2 separate regions of the Arachis hypogaea genome follow, and region 1 is linked to region 2. A link is a contact called in public Hi-C data. All regions are on one chromosome and are shown on one strand. The core of a region is the stretch at or near the end of the contact, and the rest is flanking DNA. Distances in the headings are between cores, read along the strand shown.

Evidence for each region. A called contact is a pair of places that touch in the nucleus more often than the background predicts.
Region 1: a Hi-C map of leaf shows a contact between it and region 2, with 4 times the contacts expected there. The contact joins two enhancer-like sites. A contact is called at or near these places in 3 of 8 Hi-C or Micro-C datasets (leaf and an unstated tissue).

What each region holds. Positions count from the first base shown.
Region 1 is chr14:36,052,572-36,056,464 of arahy.Tifrunner.gnm2.J5K5, forward strand. No RefSeq gene overlaps it. Among protein-coding and RNA genes, the nearest start is that of LOC112741963, 4.4 kb to the right of the region's middle. Within about 2 kb of position 2,615, at least 2 of the 3 cell types and tissues checked have open chromatin away from gene starts, as enhancers often do.
Region 2 is chr14:36,013,869-36,017,866 of arahy.Tifrunner.gnm2.J5K5, forward strand. No RefSeq gene overlaps it. Among protein-coding and RNA genes, the nearest start is that of LOC112741962, 22 kb to the left of the region's middle. Within about 2 kb of position 2,678, at least 1 of the 3 cell types and tissues checked has open chromatin away from gene starts, as enhancers often do.

The sequences.
Region 1 (3,893 bases), core at 1,365-3,864, 39 kb after region 2:
AAAATAATAAATTATGTTAATTCTTGAGATTAAATTTTTTTGAAAATTTTTCCTAACCTTCGAGATGCCAATCCACGCATTACAGCTGCTAACCTTTTTTATTATAGATTAACTCCCATACCAACTTTCTTATGACTCATAAATTTATAGATATATTATTTGCATATTTTAATTGATGTCAATTTGAGGTATTAACTTAAATATTACGACAAAAATAAGATTTATTGATCAATAATAAATTTTTAAATGAAGTTTTTAAATGAAATTTTAATTTACGATAAATTAATTTTTAGTTTGCTAAACTGAAAAATACTGTTAAAAAAATAAGAAAGTGGATAAAAGTAAAGAATTGTAATTAAATTAATGATTATAAATTAAATGTATAAAAATGAGACGTCAATTTAAATGTATTGATATTATTTTTCAATTAAATATTAAATATAACTAGTAGTAAAAAACACAGCTAATTGAATAATACTAGACAATCCATATTCTAAATGTTTAACATATGGACCTTTACTTAAACATTAAACTCCTTGAATAAGCTAAATTAATTAGAAAAAATTTATCATCTTTTGATCCTTATAAGAGTAACTATACTCTATATTTTGGCTCTTTCCTTTACTCAATACACGTGTTAAACCTTATTATTATATAAACTAAAACAATAAAGTATAAAAGAGCTTGAATTGAATGAAATGATGAATCAGCTAAAAGATTATTGGTCAATCAGTAGCAATTTGATTTCAATGGTAAGCCAAGCATCAAATCATATACAAAAAGAAAAAAAAAAACAAATTATTCTCATGACGTACCCCGAATATATGTAAAAGAGAAGAAAGAGATCAAAATAATCAATAAAAAGGACAATAATTATTACTATGAGTCTATGATGTAGAGGGAAGTCTTGCCTTTAATTTGTTTCCTTATTTTTATAGCTTGATGATTAATTAATTTTTTAATATTTTTTAAAAAATAAATGTTGTATTATCATTATCATTATGAAAATATTTGATAATAAAAAAATTAATTAAAAATAATTAAAATTTATCTTATTTATTATTTATTAATTATTTTTATAATTAATAAATTTAAATAAACTAAATTTAAACAATTTTTTTTATCTTTCTAATATTATGGTTATCATTATTACTCTTTTCGTACACCTAAAAAATATGATTATTATTCATGTCTTTGGAGAACAAAAGTGCTAAAGAAAACCGTAGTTGACTAGTTGCTAACGAACTATTATCAGGATACTGTTTCCTTCGTGATCTTTTGTCTTGTTTGGTTTGTTTGTTGTGTTTTCTAATAATGGTTGAAATGAAATGGGGCAGTTGGTGATGAAACAAATCAAAAGTTGGCCATGATGAAATGTCATTTGCTCTCAAAAATGGAATCTTTACCTTGATTTCGCCAAACACTGGGACAAATGTTTATTTAGGTGTTTCTTAATTATGGTAATTTTGTTATTTATTTATGTAATGTTTTAATTTATTCGCTTAAACTTTTTAAAACAAATAATTTGTTGATACTGTATCAAAATTTTTATAACATACATATAAAAAAAATTTATAACATAAAGATATAAGAATTTTTGTTAATTTCAAAAATTTTAGCATAAGATATATTTAAAAATATACAAAATTTATAAAAATCCTAAAAAAGAATTTTTTGCTTGAAAAGACGTCATATATATATATATATATATATATATATATATATATATATATATATTTGTTGACGGAAATGTGATAAATCTAAAACCATTAATATACTTTGTCCTGTTAATCAAGCAATTTTATGAAATTTTTTTCATGATATAGTGCCCTAAGAATTAAGAGTAAAGTACATTTTCATGGGCCAATTAGTATCATATGTAGTATTAAATTAGCCTTTCTCTCCTTTAAGGATCTCGTGTTTCTATCCAGTATCAGAAAAAAGAAATAAAAGAAAAGAATTGTTAGATTGAAATTCATGAAAGACAAAATTAGAGGGAATATTTAAATCAAAGTTTAACTCTTATATTGCATTATTTTGCACATAGCTAGTGATTTAATCAGGTATTTATGTTTATATGACTCTTAAATAGTACAGATGATTAAGTTAATATTATATGATTAGATATTAAAAACTTATAATGACAACTTAGATTTTTTTTTTAAGAAAGAATATTTATAAAGGAGTTAATTGAATGAAAAAAAAAAAAACCCTGGAAAGCTAATATTCATCAGTAAATTGTCATTTTTTCTGCTCGCCCTATATCATATTATTGGTTGGGGAAAAAAAGTTAATTCTCTCGTTGGACTCTAAATTAAGTTATCAAAGGCACAAGTGGGACCAAATTAAGATAAAGAAAAGAAAGAAGAGAACCCTAATACGTTTGGTAAAGGGAGCAGCCCTAATATGTAGGGTTTTATCCACAACCACCACATATATACAAGTCACAACTGCGACCTAATTAATCAATTGAGAATGCAAGCAATGCAACAATATAATATTAATTAATAATAAAAATTTGATAGAGGTAAACTACAAAAGCAAAAGCATGTGACACTATATCCATTAATCAGAGGATACTATTGAAAAAGGTTTTCATATTATTATTATATGTATAATAAATTAATAATGTATGTATGTGTGGTCCTTTCTCCTTTGCCCTTCCATTTGGTCTGCCTAATATGTCATTGTTTGTCAACCAAAGACAGAGAAACCACCCAAAGCTAAAGACAAAAAGAGGGCATCCCTCAACTGATTCCACCAACCTACCCATTTTCTTTTTTTTTTTTTAAGGATAGATCTATCTTAAAATTAATTAAAATGATGGGAGGTTTATTATCTCAATTTTAGAAATAAAAAATTTAAGGTTACTCTTTTCAATAAGTAGATTTTCCAAAATTTAGAAGTGTGTTTAGTTTGAATTTTTATTTTTAAAATTTTATGAAAAATTAAAGTAAAAACAAAAATAATATTTAGTTATTTTTATTGTTTTCCTTTTTTATATATAAAATTTTTAAAATAAAAAAATACTAAAATTAAAAACGCAAATCAAACCTACTATAAATTTGTGTCTTCCTTATTTTTACAAGAAACGAAATTGTATATCACTGGTCTAACAATTTTTTTATTATAAATTTATACATTATTTTGCACATAATTAATAATTAGCAGACAGTATTAAATTGTGATTATGTTGGTGTAGGGACGAAGTGGTAGCAAAAGCACATGGGGGAACAGTATCTTTAATACTACTTGTTTAGATTAGTATTAACCAAATCCTGATTAACTCATAAATAATCAATCCTCATCCCAAAATGTTTTGAAGATTTTTTTTTCTCAGAGTTTTATTTTCATTGTATTGTAGATGTACAAATATTTTACATGAAAGTGTTATCACATACATACACAGAAATAACTAATAACTTATACACCTTAAAAAACCCACTTTATTTATACTAATAGATAAATAATAGACATCATTTTTATTTTTTTATTAAATATGTAAAATAATAAAAGAGTGGAGTTAATGTGGTTACTATTTCGTTTTCAATCCTCTTTGTCCTATTCATATATAAATATAACAGATACATATAGTAGATAATAAAAACTAATTAAAATTTAACGTAAAAGAATTTAATACTAATAGTGCATTAGTGCATATAAATAAATAAACAACTATATTAAATATATACCAACTATATGTATTTATGTAAAAATATATAATGATTAATTTTAGTAGTTAATTTTAATGCAGATGTACGTAATAGTTTTGATAAATAAAATTAAACTCTTCTTATATATTTATTTTAAGAGACTTTGAAGATTTTTAGTATTTGAAAAAGTATAAAACTAATTTTTAGTTGGTTAATATTAGTTCATATTTTTTAATTTTA
Region 2 (3,998 bases), core at 1,428-3,927:
ATTTTTTTATTAAAACAAATATTTATTTAATTACACGATAGAACATATATTCATATGTAAAATATAATATAATAAAATAAATCTATTTAGAGTAGTTAACAGTATAATTTAAAATCAGGAATATACAAATATAATAGTAAAATTTATAGTCTAAACAAGTAAACATATCTTTTATCATACATAAATTATTTTAAAAAAAGAATAAATTGTTAAAATTAATAACACAAGTTTAAAATGATAAAATCTAACTTCTTACAAGTATTTTTTATAGTATTTTTATTCTTTAATTTTTAATTATTCATACTTTATTATTTAATTAATGATTAAACAAATTATTTTCATGAGAAATTATTTTTTTGTATTATCTTAAAAGAAGAGACCAATATAACAGTTTAAAAAATAATATAAAAATAATTTTTAAATAAAAAATAGATAATATTAAAATTTTTAATACAAAAGTAAATTGGATAGATAGATATTTAAGAGATAAATATGAAATACATGTTTAAAACAAATAAAACAGACAAAAATAATTCTCTATTTCTTAAGAGTACTCCCATTTTGTCTGTTTTATTTATTTTAGGTATGTATTTTATATTTATCTCTTAAATATTTATATAATTTATTTTTCTATTTAAAATTTTAATATTAAATATTTTTATTTAAAATATTTTTTTTAATTTATTTTTTAAACTATTATATTGATCTCTTCTTTAATATAATATAAAAAATATTTTTTCATAAAAATAATTTATTTAATTATTAATTAAATAACAAAGTACTAATAAATTAAAAAAATAAAAATACTATAAAAATACGGTAAAAAAGTTAAATTTTATCCTTTTAAATTTCTGTTATTAATTTTAATAATATATTTATTTTTAAATAATATATATGATAAAAAATATGTTTATTTTTTTGGAGTACAAATTTTATTATTATATTTGTATGTTCATGATTTTAATTATACTTTTAAATATTTTAAATAGATTTATTTTATTATATTATATTTTACATATGAATATATATTCCATCACGTACTTAAATAAAGATAATAAAAAAATTTAATAACTAAATTAACCATTAATTGCGTGGGTAAGCAGTGATTCATGGCAAAAAAAAGACGCTAGCTATACCGAAAAGGACGATGAAGTTACGGACGATAGAATTCAACGACGTTACTAAAGAATGATGCACTGAAGAAAGAGAGATTGTGTGGGAGGACAGTAGATAGCGACCACGTCGACGCTTCTTGTCACGAACGCGACGGCAGTGCTTGGAAGGACCTAATCTAGGTGATGAAGTGACGAAGAAAGAATGGAGTAGTGAAAATGTGTTTCAATTAACGGGAGTTGGATTTTGATATTTTAAAAAATTATACCAATTTCAATCTCAAACAATAAATTACAAAATAACCCAACTATAGTTAAGATAAGGACCAATTACAATGTGACACATGATAAAGGATAAGTTACATGTTATTTTAGAGGAATTGAGTAGCATTCACCATATTAAGAATGTCGATTAGACGGATAGAGTAAGTTCGGTACTCAAATAAGATCTTATTCGTTATGGGTTGATTTTTAATTCACTCTGATTGGATTAGAACAGCTTCAACATATAATCGCAGATGTGGGTACGGTTGTGTTACTAATCTTACTAGAAGCTAGTGTATTAATTTAATATTATATATATATATGAAAAATATTAATTCTCGGATAATATTATCCACGCATCTTCAAATTCAATATTCTATTATTCTTAACCGTTATTCTAATTGCTAAATAACCAATTTTTTCAAGTTTTGTTCTTTGAAAATAGTCTTACCATATTTTAGAATTAAGGTGATGTCCTTATTGTACATTGTCCAATCCCTTGTGGAAGCAAAACCCTAATATCCGTACGTATATGCTTCTTATTAAAACGTAAATCACTAAATCATCATCTACTTACATACACTGGTCAAACAAATTATAAAAGGTCAGCTTTTGTTTTAAATTAAAGAATAACAAATGCAATGTCCAAAATACTTGTTGTCATGTTTTTCTAAAATAATTCATGCATGACATATAAATATATAATTTTTTATACAAATATATTAATATACATTAAAATCAGTAACTAATATAAATATATATTAAAAATAAATTAAATTATATATACTTATATACACAAATATATAATTATTAATTTATTGTGTGCATAATATTTTTGTTTATTTTTTTTAATTCTTTTTCCTGTTAACCTTCTAAAACTGAAACAATTGACTACTCGAAAATTGGCACAAACAGTTTATTGGTGTATTATTAATATAGAAAATGTTTGGTAATAACAAAAAAAAATTAGCTAAAAATAGCCATAACTTACTAGTTCTGACTAAATTAGACAATTAATAAATATTAAATAAGACAAATTCTAACTGTTTTTTTTTTTAGCATTATTAATTAATAACCAATAAATATATAGACTATAGTATAGCGACATATATGTCACTGTTGATTACTAATTTCTCCAGACTTTAGGAAGATTCATTAATGAATGAATGAAGCATTATTTAGCTAGGTTTGATTTTGTTAGTTTAATTTATAATTAGTGAGGCTCTTCATTAAAAATTAATGTAGACTACTAGATTTAGAGCCTCATCACGAGCTACATATCAAGTTGTGCATATGCTGCCACGTGAAGAGTGTCTTCTTGATCTTTGGTTGCAAAATAAAACAAAATCTTGATTACATAATATATAGTTCCAGCTATCAAATTTTGAATCTTCTTCATGTATCACTAATTAAATCAATTATTATTGTGTACCACATAAATTTCTACTCTTTAATTAATTAACTACTTCATTATTTGGATTTTGGTTAAATAATAATAATAATAATAATAATAATGATAATAATAATAAATGTAAAGTATATTTTTTTGTTTTTAAATTTTATCAAAAGTTTTAAAAATATCTCTAAATTTTATTTTATTTTAATTTTATTCCTTACATTTTTAATTTGTATCAATTGTATTCTTGACAACTAAATTTTCAAAAGACTTAAAAGACAAATATAACTACTTGACAACTAAACTTGATTTATTTGTATTAAAAGTTATTTTTAATAATTTATTATTAAATTAATCCTAAATTTTTTAAAAAATTAACTTCTAAAAAATACATTTGATGAAAAAAATACTTTAATAGTAACAATAGTAATATGCACTCTACCAAAATCTTATTACATGAATTAACATAGATGATACTTTTGGAGATCAAAAGAGCAGCGTCAGTTATATATCTCTGTGACAGATTATATTCATCGTACCTAAATTGTGGCCTTCAATTATATCATCTCCCAATTATTGTGTGATATCATTTCACACACACACATGAAAGAATCACACTACATATTTTGTAACTATTTATATAACACTTCTCAGCCTCTTAAAGTACTCTTTGAGCACATAAACATATCTTTTAGAAAAATGTGAGTTTTTAACCTAAATAAAATAATGGTAATATATAGTTGCGAAAGTCACAAAGGCTCCGATGACAAAGTTGAATGTATGTACGGGTTCAATGACTATAGTTGCATTAAAGTTGTAATTGTAATGGCTATGATATATTCAATCAATTGAATATATATATTTCTAAAAACTTATGTCTTTAAAAGTTGTAATTATTGTTTGAAGATATTACAAATTTTTTTAATAATAAATAATACAAGTTTACAAAAATATATTAATTATATATATATGCTTATATTTGTGAATAATTTAAATTCATAATATATATTATAGGTATTTAAAAACAGTATTATACACTAGTATTACTGACAAGTTATTATTTATATATTCATTCTTGTATAGTACTATATATTCATAAATAGGTATAGTTAGTACGTAGTTAATATTATATATACTTGTATATGTACATAATACTTTCTACAAATATGACTTTTTAAAAAAATTATTTTACATAAAATAAAAACAACGACAAGCATTGCACATAC